Linked DNA regions of Cricetulus griseus: region 2 is linked to region 1. A link is a contact called in public Hi-C data. All regions are on one chromosome and are shown on one strand. The core of a region is the stretch at or near the end of the contact, and the rest is flanking DNA. Distances in the headings are between cores, read along the strand shown. Region 1 holds the start of Cab39 (calcium-binding protein 39). Region 2 overlaps Cab39 (calcium-binding protein 39).

Region 1 (6,537 bases), core at 1,933-4,432:
GGAAGCGATGAGTCAGGCTCCAAAGTCCTTTCCTAGATGGTCTAATTAAGGCAGGGAAGTGCCTCTATCCTGTAGCTAGCCCAGCCCCGGAAAGGGAGAAGAGGATGATGGAAGATCACAGGAGGAGACAATGACAACAGCCCAGACTTACGACCCTGTGTTCTGTGGACACAGCATAGGAAAACAAAGGACCCCTGAGAAAGTTTCAAGATGAAGATGGAGAACTTTCCAGAAAGCAGTAGCATGTACAGAGAAATAGTTTAGTAGAAACAGCTTTCCAGAGACCCCCAACAGAATATGGAAAATATCTTTGCGGTATAAATTCAAGTGGCCAAATACAAATTAGAATTTGTTAACAATCCCTGTTCTGGAAATTTCTACTGTCTTGCTGGTAGAATTCTTAGCTGTTGTAGGTTTATCCAAGTTAACAGGTTAATAAGGAATGCGAGTCTGAGCTATCAAGCAAAGGAGTCCCAACTCTGCACATGGAATTATCCACCCTACACATTCTTTTATTCTATGGGAAACTGAGTCTTGGCATGTTTTTGTGGATACAACAGAAATGAAAACAAAACTTTCATCTTAAAACAAAGAGAGTGATGGTGCATGCCTTTAATCTCAGCACTCATGAGGCAGAGGCAATCAGATCTCTGTGAGTTTGAGGCCAGCCTGGTCTAGGCCAGCCTGTTGCCCAGGACAACATTCAAAGCAATACAGAGAAATCCCGTCTCTAAAAACCAAACAACAACAACAACAACGACAACAAAACCCCCAAACTGAAGAGAGTCCGGTGGGATAATGCACTTCGTGATATCAGCACGCAGGAGGCAGAGGCAGATAATTTCTGTGAGTTCGAGCCAGCCTAGTCTACAAAGTAAATCTCAGACCAGCTAGGGCTATGAAATAAGACCTTGTGCCAACAAACAAACACCACTAACAAAAGTCTTATAAACAAACAAAAGAGTGACAACACACCCAGAACTATGTGGGAAGCAGAGTCTTTAGCGAGCTGAGTTTCAGAATTAGGTAACATTTGTTGTCCCATGAATTTCACTTGCAAAAGGCCAAAGGCTACACCCACCTTCCACCCCTCCACAGTTAGAGAGAGGAGGTGCAGGACAACTCTTGTCAACTGCCCTCCAAAACTTGAAGGCCTCTTAGAGAGTTTGCCTAGTTTTCCCTAGAAGTTTTCAGGATGTTTGAGATGAACTAAGCTTGGTTGAATAGATTTTAAGTGTTAACATACTGATTTTTTTTTGTTTGTTTTTTGAGACATGGTCACCCCGAAACATCAAGAATAACCTTGGTTTTTTCATTCTCCCTTCCACCCTCAGGTGCTAGGATTACAGGTGTGCACTACTATACCTGATTTACACACACACACACACACACACACACACACACACACACACACACACACACGGGGATGGGTTGAGACAAGCTCTTTCTATGTGGTCCTGGAACCCTGGAACTCACTATGTAGATCAGGCTAGCCTCAAATTTGCAGCCCCCACTTCCCTAGTACTGGGATTATAGTAAAACAGGTCCTGTTTACAACTGACACCACGATGGAAGTGCTATTCGGGTCTTAAACCCAGGACATAGGCAGCAACATCAGCCAAAATGAGAACAAAGACCTAATCCATCAAAGTCTATCTATAGTTCTGGGAAAGTCCTTGCTTTTTGGCTTCTGTAGTTCTGCTTCTGGCTAACTGTTCTTGTTAACTGAGGTGTGTAACCCAGGATATTATTTTTGTGCTTAAAAGCCCATCCTGAGAAAGGCTTGGGACTGCACTTTGGTCCTGAATACCCAGTGTAGTCACCGGCTCCTAATAAAGATTTTTCTACTGGCTTGAACCCATGACTGAGTGGTATTCTCTGGTGCATGCGACACAATAGGCGTGTGTCACCCTCGTGGTCTCCCTCCTCTTGGTCTGGTCTCTCTTAGAACCTACCACATTCTAGACAAGATCAGTACTCGACCCCTCCAACCCTACTAGAGGGCTTCAACAGCCTCTAACTACTGTGCTTGTGGAATTCCTCAGGCCCGTTTAGTCACATCTTCATACCTCAGTCACAGTGATCAAAAAACCCTTCAAAATGTCAAAACCTGCCCCTTTCCAGCTCCAAATCCTACGAATAGCTTCCCTTTCTCAGGTAGAGACGTCATCACAGGAGGCTATTATCACCTTCCTTTCTTTTTGGGGGGTGGGTGGGGAGTGGGGGTTTTGGGACAGGGTTTCTCTGTGGCTTTGGAGACTGTCCTGGAACTAGCTCTTGTAGACCAGGCTGGTCTCGAACTCACAGAGATCCACCTGCCTCTGCCAACCCAGTGCTGGGATCGAAGGCGATTTATTTATTTATTTATTTATTTATTTATTTATTTATTTATTTGAGACAGGGTTTCACACAGCCCAGGTTGGCCCGGACCTTCATAGCATAGGCTGACCTTGAACTCCTAATCCTGAGTTCACTTGGATTAGCCCTGGAATTACCAGCATGTACTGCTACACTCTCTCTGGAAGTAGGATTTGTACCTTGGTTGAATCCTATTTCTTGGGAACATCACTTTTTTGTTTGTTTCTGTCAGGAGATGTTAAAATGAAGTTGCAGACATGAAAGAATCCTTTTGAACATTTTCGAGCCCTCCACAGAAATGAAGTTTTAAGACTTGAGGAAGCGAGCGTGTGTTCCTCCAGGAAAAGGGCTCAGACGTCCAGGAGGGTGCTGAGTACCAACCAGCAAGAGGGTGGGGGGGAGGGGGGAGCACATTGGCTTCTGAAGCTTTTTTCTGTGACCCCAGCTCTTCTCTCGCCTGCGTTTCAGGCGTCCTGAGTCCTCCCGGGCGCCCGGGGGCGCCCGAGGCTGCAGAGGGCGCTGCAGCGCCGCCCGACGTCGCACCTTCGGCGGCTGCGCAGTGCGCACGTCAAAGCCGGGCTCGAGCAGGAGCTGGGCGCGGGGCGCCAGGAGCCGCGCGGCCTGAGAGAGTCCGGGGCTTCAGGAGCCGCGCGAAGGCGGAGGAGACCTCAGAGGCGAAGGCGGTGCCGGGCCTCAGAGCCACAGCCGCATCCACACCGAGCGCAACAGCGCGGCGGCCACCGCGGGAACCGCCTGGGCCACCGTCCGCCCGCGCAGCCGCCGCCGCCGCCGCCCGCCGCGGGAGCCCGTCGCCGGGAGCAGCTGCGGGCGGAGGACAACGGAGGGCCGGAGCGCCCGAGCCGCGCCGCGGGGACCGAGCGAGCAGCCCGAGGCGGCGGCGGCCGAGGACGGGGACGGCGACGACAAGGAGAGGGAGCTCCCTGGCCCGGCCCAGCCCCGTGAGTCCCGGCCCGGCCCTGCTCGCGACGCGGACGCCCGCCGCTTCCGCCCGCGCCCGCCTCCATTTTCCCGGGTGGCGGCGGCAGCGGCGCGGCGGGGAGCGGCCCGGGTCAGCCGGAGCTCCGGGCACCGCCCCTGTCTTCGCCGGTACTAGGCTCCCGGGCCCTGCCGGCCGGGGCTGCGGCTGACCTGAGGAGAGCTGGTCCGGCCAGCTGTCACTCCCGCCGCGCCGGGGACTTGGAGCACCTAGTCCCCGAGCTCCGCGCAGCCTCTCTGTTAGCGGGACGCGGGCACTGTCTTTACAGGGAACCATTCAGGAAAATGCCTAACTGATTTCTGGCTAGGAATTGTGCGTTCGGCGCGTTCCCGGGTTCGGTTGGAGCAATCCAAAGCGCCGACTGCGTGCCGGTGCCGTAGCGACTCCGAGGTGAACCGGGCCGGGAGGTGGCCTCCCTTGGGGAGCTTTAACGTCGTGATGTGAGAGATAAGACGAGTACACAAATAGCCACGATACCAGGCAGGAGGGGGACAGATAAGTCCTGTTGAGGAACTACCAATTGCTGGAAAGGTGTTCGGGGAAGACCAGACCTGTCGATCGTTTGTTTCCGCCTTCCCACGAATCTGGGAGGTTTCCTGGGCGAGGCGGTGCTAAACCGGGTCTGGAAGGCTCGATTGGATTTGGGAGAAGGAGGTTGCAGAGAAGGGCGTGGAGGGGCAACCAAGCTGTAGAGGACAAAGGTACAAAGAGCATGGGAATGTTGCTAATTCCATCGTCGAGTGCCGCGATCGGCGGGGTAGTCTAGAGAGGCAGTTGGGGGTCAGATCTTTGAATGGTGTAGAGGAGCTGTTTGAGCGACCTTCCACGGAAAACTTAGAACTCATTTTTCAGTGACTCATGAAGCCGGAAATGTATGCTAGGGCACATTAAAGGCGCTCTCGTGAAAGACAGAGCAGAGAAGGCCACAGTCAGGAGTTGACATTGTTCCTTAAGTATAATGCCGTTTGAGATCGATTTTTGACAGCTTCCTGGATATTTAAGTAAATCTATGGCCAAGCCAAGGAAAATACCTTTTGTCAGAAGTTATGGGAAGAGGTGCCTAAACTAACCACCTCTGCACACACAAGGTGTTCCGTGTTAGCGAGTTCTTTAAAATTGCATCAGAACTTCTGGACCTGTGTGTGGGAATTGAAATTTAAACTGCCAATTTATAAAAATTTTTAAAAATTGTTAGCAATAGCTTAAACAGACAGACAGTTGAACATACACCCTTTGTTAAAAGGGTTAAATTTTTGTTTTTAGTTATGAAAATATTGGAGAGCCCGAAGTGAAAGTTTTTAAGCTCTATTTCATAAATTAAAAAAACCCCCACAAACTAGCAAGTAATTAGTAACTGCTGGAAGCGTACAGTATATAGCTTGTGGAATTGACTTAGAAGTTATTATTGGCTTAGTAAACTCTTGTATGAGCAAGGAAATACTTGCTTTTTTCACTTTTACATTTTCCTTTATCAAAGTAAGTCATGATATAGTTGATGGTAGTGGTGTACATTTTAGTTCAGGGCTTGGGAGGCAGAGGCTGGGCGATCTCTGAGCATGAGGCCAACCTAGTCTTCATAAGGAACTCCAGGCCAGACAGATAGATACACAGTGAGACCCTCTCTCTCTATCTCTCTCTGTCTCTCTGTCTCTCTCTCTCCTTTTTAAAGACATGCTCTTTGAAATGTGGAAGTAGGAGCCCATCTCTCCTTTCTCTACTTCCCTATCTCCCCACCCCACACCCATCTTTAGAAACAGGGTCTTACTGTGTAGCTCAGGTCCTTCGCAACTTGCCATCCTCCTATTTTGGACTTCCAGGTGCTAGAATTATAAAAACCACTGGGCTGTTGTTGTTGTTGTTGTTGTCTTAATCCTACCACTTAGATTTTGTTGCTATCAGCAATTTTGCATATTTCCTTTTTTGGTCTTTTAATATGTATATTTTCTTTACATAAAGAAACATACTGTGCATTTATTTGTTTGTTTATTTATTGGTATTTTGAGACACCATCTTACTCTGGCCCAGGCTGTCCTGGAACTTGATGTGGAGGCCACGCTAGCTTCAAAACTCCAGATAGTTCTACCAGTTCAGCTTCCTAAATGCTGGGATTGCAGGCATGAATCTGGAAGCTTTCCCAAGTGCCTTTTACCTGACAAGGTTGCATTTTTACTTACAGTTTCTTGTTTGAAGTGTATTTATTAGCTTCTCTTCAAAGTTTGGACCTCATTGCTACTTATTTAATATATTTTTATTTGGCAACATATAGAAGAGCACATAGCAGACGTACTTTTAGAAGGGCACCAAGGGCAGGGAGAGATGGCTCAGTGGTTAAGAGTGTGCACTGCTCTTGCAGAGGACCTCAGTTCTGTCTCTGTTGTGTTTCTAGAATCCAGTTCAGTTCACAACTGCCTGTGTAGCTCCAGCAGCTCCACCCCACTCTTGTCTTCCACTGACACCAGAGCTTGTGTTCACATTCCCACATATGTACACAGTTTTTAACGTTTTCCTTAGAAGAAGGGTGTGTGAAAAGATTACATCCATGGCTAACACACTGTCTCCCATACACTGTAATGCTGTGGCCCTTCCTATCCTCTACCTACTATTAAAGATACCTCTGTGCTAGGGCTGACCACAGAGGTAACTGCTTTTTTATTATGACATTAGGAAGATTCAGGCTGAATATGTTTCCTATTGTCATAAGAAATTTCTCAGTGAAATGATAGGTTGACATGGGGGGGCTTTTTTAATTTTAAGGTAGCTTAGTTTAGTTTTATTGGCATTTTAGACTGTAGGTCCCTTATTAAATCAGCTATTTACATTCTAAAATCAGTTTTCCATTCTAAAATGTATTTTTACAGTCCCTGTTTCTTTTTCTAAATAACATAGAAAATGAGATAATAAAGTAGTTTTTTTTTTTTTTTTTTTTTTCCCCTCAGAGACAGGGTTCAGAGACAGGCTGACCTTGAACTCCGCTACCAGCCTCTGCCTCCCGAGTGCTGGAATTAAAAGCATGTACCACCACCACCCATCTTTGTTCCTGTCTTGTTTGTTTGTTTTTGTTTTTTGAGACAGGGTTTCTCTGTGGCTTTGGAGGCTGTCCTGGAGCTTATAGACCAGAGATCTGCCTGCCCCTGACTCCCGAGTGCTGGGATTAAAGGCATGCACCACCAAAGTCCGGCCTG
Region 2 (6,532 bases), core at 3,870-6,369, 55 kb after region 1:
TTAAAGTGATAGTGAAGGAAAGCTTCATATTTACTCACATTTTCTTCTCATTTGTATCTTTTAGCTTCAGTACATCTCAAAAGCTTATTTTCTTTTGTTTTTTGCTGTTTTATTTTGAAACGGGGTCTCTCTAGGTATTTCTAGCTATCCTAGAACTCACTATGTAGAGTTATCTTTATTTTTGAAACATTTTCATTGGATTATAAAATTCTAGGATGATGGGTTAGTTGTATATATTTTTCTCAATAGTTCAAGCAGTTCTCTAGTATCTTTTGACTTACGTAGTTTCTGTCAAGAAGTCTCTGGGTTCATCTCTTCCTTCCTCTCCCTGGAAATCCTGCCTATACCTCCAGCCTCGTTATTGGCCATTCAGTTTTTTATTACACCAGTCACAGCAAATATCCCACAACACATGTGCACTTGTGTACATATGGAGGCCTGAAAAGGATGTTGGAACCCCTCTGAGTTGGAGTTTGAGGCATAACGTGTGTGGTAGGATCTGAACTCCAATCCTCATTATTGTACAACAAATGTTTTTAACCACAGCCATCTCTTTAGCCCTTCATCTACATATAGTCTTATTTCTTTTTAATTTTTCAAATGTGTATGGGTATTTTGCCTAGATTTATGTCTGCATACCACATGCATGCCTGGTGCCCAAGAGGCTGGAAGAGGGCATTATATTCCCTATAACTGGAGTGACCAGACTGTTGTGAGTACATGTGTGAGGCTCAAACCTGGGTCCTCTGAAGAGTAGCCAGTGCTCTTAACTACTGAGCCATCTCTCCAGCCACCTTATCCCTATTTCTTATACTTGGAGATTTATTTGCCTTTTATCAGTATTTATTTTGGCAGTTTTCCCCAAATTTATATTTTTTGTTTGTTTAGGTTTTTTTTTAAGATTTTATTTATTATGTATACAACATTCTGCTTCCGTGTATATCTGCACACCAGATCTCATAACAGATGGTTGTAAGCCACCATGTGGTTGCTGGGAATTGAACTCAGGACCTCTGGAAGAGCCGCCAGTGCTCTTAACCTCTGAGCCATCTCTCTAGCCCTGTTAAGGGTTTTTTTTTTTTTGAGACGGTCCCTCTATATAGTCCTCACTATCTTGGAACTATGTAGAGATGCCTGGTCTCGAACTCACAGACATCTGCCTGGCTCTACCTCCCAAGTGCTAGGATTAAAGGTGTGCACCTGGCAAATTCAGAATAGTGTTCATTCGTCACATTTTCCAATATTTTGTCTGCCCTTTGCCCTGCTTTGGGGACTATAGTTATATATTACTCTAAGTTACCCTGAAGCTCACAGACGTGTTGTCCCCCTCTACTTCACCACCCCCATGGTTTTTGTATAGTTACTGCTGCTCATCTTTGCAGTGTTTTTCTTTGCTGTTCATATCCACTCTAGTTTTAACCTCAAATATTATAGCTTCTGTTTCTAAGTCTTCTATGTCTTGAGTTGCTCTATTTAATTCTTTGATTTTTCTTGAATGTGTGGCATACAGTTAAAGTGGGGTTTTTTTGTGGTTTTTTTTTTTTCATTCTATTATCAGTGTCATTTCTTTTGGTTGCTTGTATTTCCATCCATGCGTCTTTTAAGGGATACTTCAGATCCAAACTGTAATACAATATAGACCCTGTACTTTCCCCTTTTCCTCATCTCTGTCTTGTACTGCTCATGTTTCCTGATACTTGGTGGTTAATCACACACCACACACACACACACACACACACACACACACACACACACACACACACACACACACACACACACACACACACACACACACACACACACACACACACACAACACACACACACACACACACACACACACACACACACACACACACACACACACACACACACACACACACACACACACACACACCACCCCCGCCAGTTCTTATGCCACTTTCATAGTGCTTTTCTGAGCTTGAGGAGGAACCCAGCTTTGTCATTCCTGTTTCTACTGTACTTTAGCTAGGTTTCCATTTTATACTCAGTACAAGTCTCCCTCCCTTGAGTAGTGTATGCTTCTCTTCTTGTGTACACATGTACAGTGTCCAGCTACTGAGGACAGAGATGGAGCTTGCACACATTCTGAGAGTAGATAATACAGAAATGGATTTTAGCTAACACAAATGTGGCATGTATGTGTTGTTAAATGAGTTGTTTTTCTCTTGTACACCTTCTTCCCAAAATCAGGCTACAGAAGAAGTTTCCAAAAATTTGGTTGCCATGAAAGAAATTCTGTACGGCACAAATGAGAAAGAACCTCAGACAGAAGCGGTAGCTCAGCTGGCTCAAGAGCTGTACAATAGTGGACTCCTTAGCACTCTGGTAGCTGATTTACAGCTCATTGACTTTGAGGTAAGAAATGTGTTTCTCAATCTTCAGAAACATTTTTGTGGTCCTCTTTCATACATTCTGTCCTTTGGAACATTTTAAGATCCCAGTTGACCCAGGGACTCCTGACCTTTGTATGCACATTTCACCACAGTGTTTGTGAAGTTTTTAGGGTGTTTGTGATGCTCTTTTGTTTAGGTTGTATTTCATAAACAGCTGTTCTGGGTTAAGGAACAAGCAATTTAAAGAAAGTTGTAGAATGTTAGAAAATCCTAAAAAATGTCCATTAGTGCAATGATCATGTATTTTGTGTCTTGTGCTTGCTCAGCACTGCTTTTAAATTTTTCACTTAATGTAATGTTGAAGTCACAGATTTTATTCACAGTTCTGCATTCTGACTCTTGTAAAATTTGTCTCTGGTAACTGGGTCTGTACTGGTTGACCCCTGTGCTGGAGCAGAACAACCACCACTCTTGGTCTAGCTGCAGGCAGCACAGCTTGCTTTCTCTGGGGACCTGCTTACTCCCATTTTGTTGCCTCAGCTTCTGCAGTTGGATCATGACATGTTAGGTGTATAGTGAGTTCATGATGATAATGGCCCTTGATTCCAGCCCGAAAAGCATAGATACAATGATCTCTACATGGTCACAAGCAGCCACTCTGGCTGTCATGAGTGCTGGATGTCTGTGCAGGTTTGGGTGGGAAGGAGGATGATATAATATAGTTTGACAAAGGGAAGGGTGGTTACTTCAATAGTCCTTAAAATAAAGAAAAATAAACATTTTTGTCCTGCTGTAGAGAAGATAGAACTAAGATATACGTTTGATTTTATGTATTTTTAATGGTTTATCAAATTCTAACCGTTTATTTTCTCTGTTAGCTTGAGGGGTGCATTTGGAATATCTGATCTCCTTTGTCTCTACCCATTTTGTTCCCTAAACTGGACACTGAATTTAATATTTATTTGAGACTTCAGAGGCAACAGGTTTTTTTGTTTGTTTGTTTGGTTGGTTTAGTTTGGTTTTTCTTTCCTTTTTTTTTTTTCTTCTTCTTCTTTTTTTTTTTTAGTGTGTACCATGGGACTGATTTGGAGAAATTACCATTATTGCACCGGAGCCAGCCAACACAGGCCCCAGGATGATCTGTCCATGGGCTTCAGTGCTCTGGCTTCCTCAGCCTCGTGACAGTGGCTGTTCTGAAACATCTGTTGGGGGCCAGTTCTCCTTTATTAATTTCTTTGGCAGCTTTCTGATTGTTAAGGTTCAGTAGATGGTCTGTCTGTTCTGTGCAGTGGTGTTTGTAAAGTTCTCATCTTTGAACTACTGTATCGTGACACTTAGTGCTTTTGTTATTAATATAGTTTAAGTTTTTCCTATGTGACATTGTTGAATAGAATTTATCTGCTTGCTATTAAAGCTCAGCTTTTTACAGAATTCTCTGACATCATTACACTGAGAGTACAGTCTCCCCCCTTTCCATTTCTGTAAAAGAAAGTGTACACGCTGTATTATTCACAACAGAACTATCCACTTGTGTAGGTTCATATCCATATAGGTGGTAAGTGTGCTGTCAGCATCTGCTTCCATACTGAGTGAGTGTGCTTCTGAGCATTAGTGGTAGTTGAAACACTTGTGAATTGTGATGAGATTTCACTTCGTTCATAAACTTGTGTTTAAAAAAAGTGTGCACTATTAAAACCAAAAATTTGGGATTATAACTAGATAAAATAAGAATTTTCATGTCTACAAATGTTGTAAAGTCAGATACTCAGTCATAACTAATACACAATGGCTCTTTGACTTTATATTGAAGGGTGGATGGACATTTTAATATTTAGACAGGTAAATATTTTAATGATTGTATTCCTAATAGGGCAAAAAAGACGTGGCTCAAATTTTCAACAATATTCTCAGAAGACAAATTGGTACAAGAACTCCTACTGTTGAATACATCTGCACCCAACAGAATATTTTGTTCATGTTATTGAAAGGGTATGTACAACGTGATAAAGTTTATATTCTTAGTTGAAAATAAAAAGGAAAAAATTGTTTGGGTGGGGAAAGATAACCAGGCTGGTGAATATGGGAAGATTTTATCTTAGTTTTATCTTAACTTTTCTGTAGCTCTTGAACATATTGCCCTTAAGTTTTGACCTGTAAACTAAACTAACACAAACATGCCCTGTAGATGTATACTTACAATGGGTGAATTCTGAGCCCTTAGGAAAGAAATAAAGCCCTAGTTTTGTCTGTAAGATTGAAACAGTTGACAGTCCATTGAAATCCCAGCCAAGTCATGAGTCCAAGGATACCGCCTCCCTCCTGACCTGCATGCACACCTCACAGCAGTGGGAGCCTCCTAGTGGGGCATGCGTGCTCCTTACCTTCATTCAGCAGAACATGCGCTATGGGGTCAGCACTGTGCATTTTCTGGAGTTACTCCTGGGCTAGCAGGCATTCATGATGTGTGTGGTTGTCCATTTCAGAAACAAAATTTTAAAAACTAAGATCTAAGTTTAACAAAAATGAAGAGGTCTTCTATCCCAGGACTGAGCCTTCCTGGCTAGCAAGGTAGTCAGTCAGTCAGCAGTGCTTGCCAGCTCTTGAGATCCTCCCAGCACTGGCAGTGTTCTGCTAAACTAGTGGGCAAGCATATTACTGGCATGACTGCTGGTGGGAATCAGCTTGCTCCCCTCCCCATAGCTTTACAGCTTACCTCATGTGGATTTGTATCTCTGTGGTTTAATACTTCCCCCAAGTTCAGACTTGCTTAGACAAAGCATGAGTCAGTGACATGTCACATGCCAACATCCTGCTTCCTCCTTTCTGTTCTACCCATCCATGTTGTTTCTTCATGTGTTGCTGTGCAGAACTTTTGTTGTATCAGTCCCATGTCCCTGTGGAAACGTGCTGTGTAAGTACCCTGAAATTTAGGTGGTGTTAGAACTGTGTTATTGAAGCCAGAGGCTTATTAAAATCTATAAATTAGTTAACACTTTCTATTATTTCATGACAGTTTTGATGTAAATATTTTTAGACAGTGTATTAAAAAAACAAAACAACTAGTGTTTCAATATATAACCCTTGCTGTCCTCATAAGATCCACCTACTTCTGCTTTCTGAATGGTAAGATTAAAAGTGTGAGCTGTCACTCTAGGCTAAAATAAGACTTTTGAAGGATAGTTTAATATTTAAAACTCTCATCTGAGCTGGTCAGAGTAGAATTCTCAGCCAGAGGCAAGAAGGAAAAGCCTGAGGCTGGAGCTTGGCTAGGGACCCATCCTCACATCCCTTCCATTACAGTCTATAGGGAGTTGAGCATACAGCCCTAAAGAAAAGACAGCAAAACTTCCCTGCCCAACACCCCTCATCAGAGTCATTAACCTTATGCCATTCCTACTTGCTGTGGTCCTTATTCTTTCTTGCTTACAATTTGACTGCATTGGTCATCCATGTCCATCATGCATATACAGTGTGTGTACCATGCAGGCTATAAAAACCACAATACCTTCTACACACCTGGTACAATCCAGTGTCCAGCCTTTTGTATTTCCTTGATTGTAACAAAATGAGTTTGTTTAAATTGTTTTTTTTTTTTTAACGTCTACAAACTGAGTTTTATGGATAAAACTCTTAGCTTTCTACTAATCTATAATAGTTAATCTCCTCATTTTCTAAAAATGTATGTAATTTGTTAAGCAACTGGGTCATTTGTTCTGTAGAAACTACTTACTTTAGTAGAGTGTGATGACACATGTCTATACCGTCACTTAGGAGACTCCTCCAAGGTCGAAGTCATTTTGTTGTGCTGCATAGAAAGTTTAATAGGCTAGCCTGAGCTCCATAGTGAGACTGGGTGTCTGAAAATTATTGTTTTAGTCATGTATTTTAAATTTTCATTCCTGTGGCTTTATTTAGCATGTTTCACCATCTTTCATCCCTTGGAACAGTGGTTAAGATTTAGATTTGTCTTGAGCAATGCATGAGTTCCTCAGAGTGAGGCCATGTACTGCCTGCCACCTGTTACTGGTACCCATTGTCACACTGAAATGTAATCATGTTCATTTTGAAGTTTGCTATCAAACTTTAATCTAATGATTTTTATATATACCAGGGATATTATCCTAGTTTAAAATTTTACTAGGCCAAGTGTGGTGTCACAGGCTGTTTGTAATCATA

The links. Hi-C and Micro-C count contacts between places; a contact is called where the count stands out from the background.
Region 2: a contact with region 1 is called in a Hi-C map of fibroblasts, with 3 times the contacts expected there. The contact joins the enhancer-like site here to the promoter of Cab39 in region 1. A contact is called at or near these places in 3 of 8 Hi-C or Micro-C datasets (the CHO-K1 cell line, fibroblasts and liver).

The regions. Positions count from the first base shown.
Region 1 is chr2:437,465,690-437,472,226 of CriGri-PICRH-1.0, forward strand. Cab39 (calcium-binding protein 39) reads left to right here and starts at 3,183. Exons shown (of 9, transcript XM_027397438.2): 1 at 3,183-3,317.
Region 2 is chr2:437,518,437-437,524,968 of CriGri-PICRH-1.0, forward strand. Cab39 (calcium-binding protein 39) reads left to right here. Exons shown (of 9, transcript XM_027397438.2): 3 at 2,214-2,378; 4 at 4,227-4,345. Among named protein-coding and RNA genes, the nearest start is that of Itm2c, 52 kb to the right of the region's middle. Within about 2 kb of position 5,120, at least 4 of the 6 cell types and tissues checked have open chromatin away from gene starts, as enhancers often do. A contact at or near this core is called in the CHO-K1 cell line and fibroblasts, where this site is marked.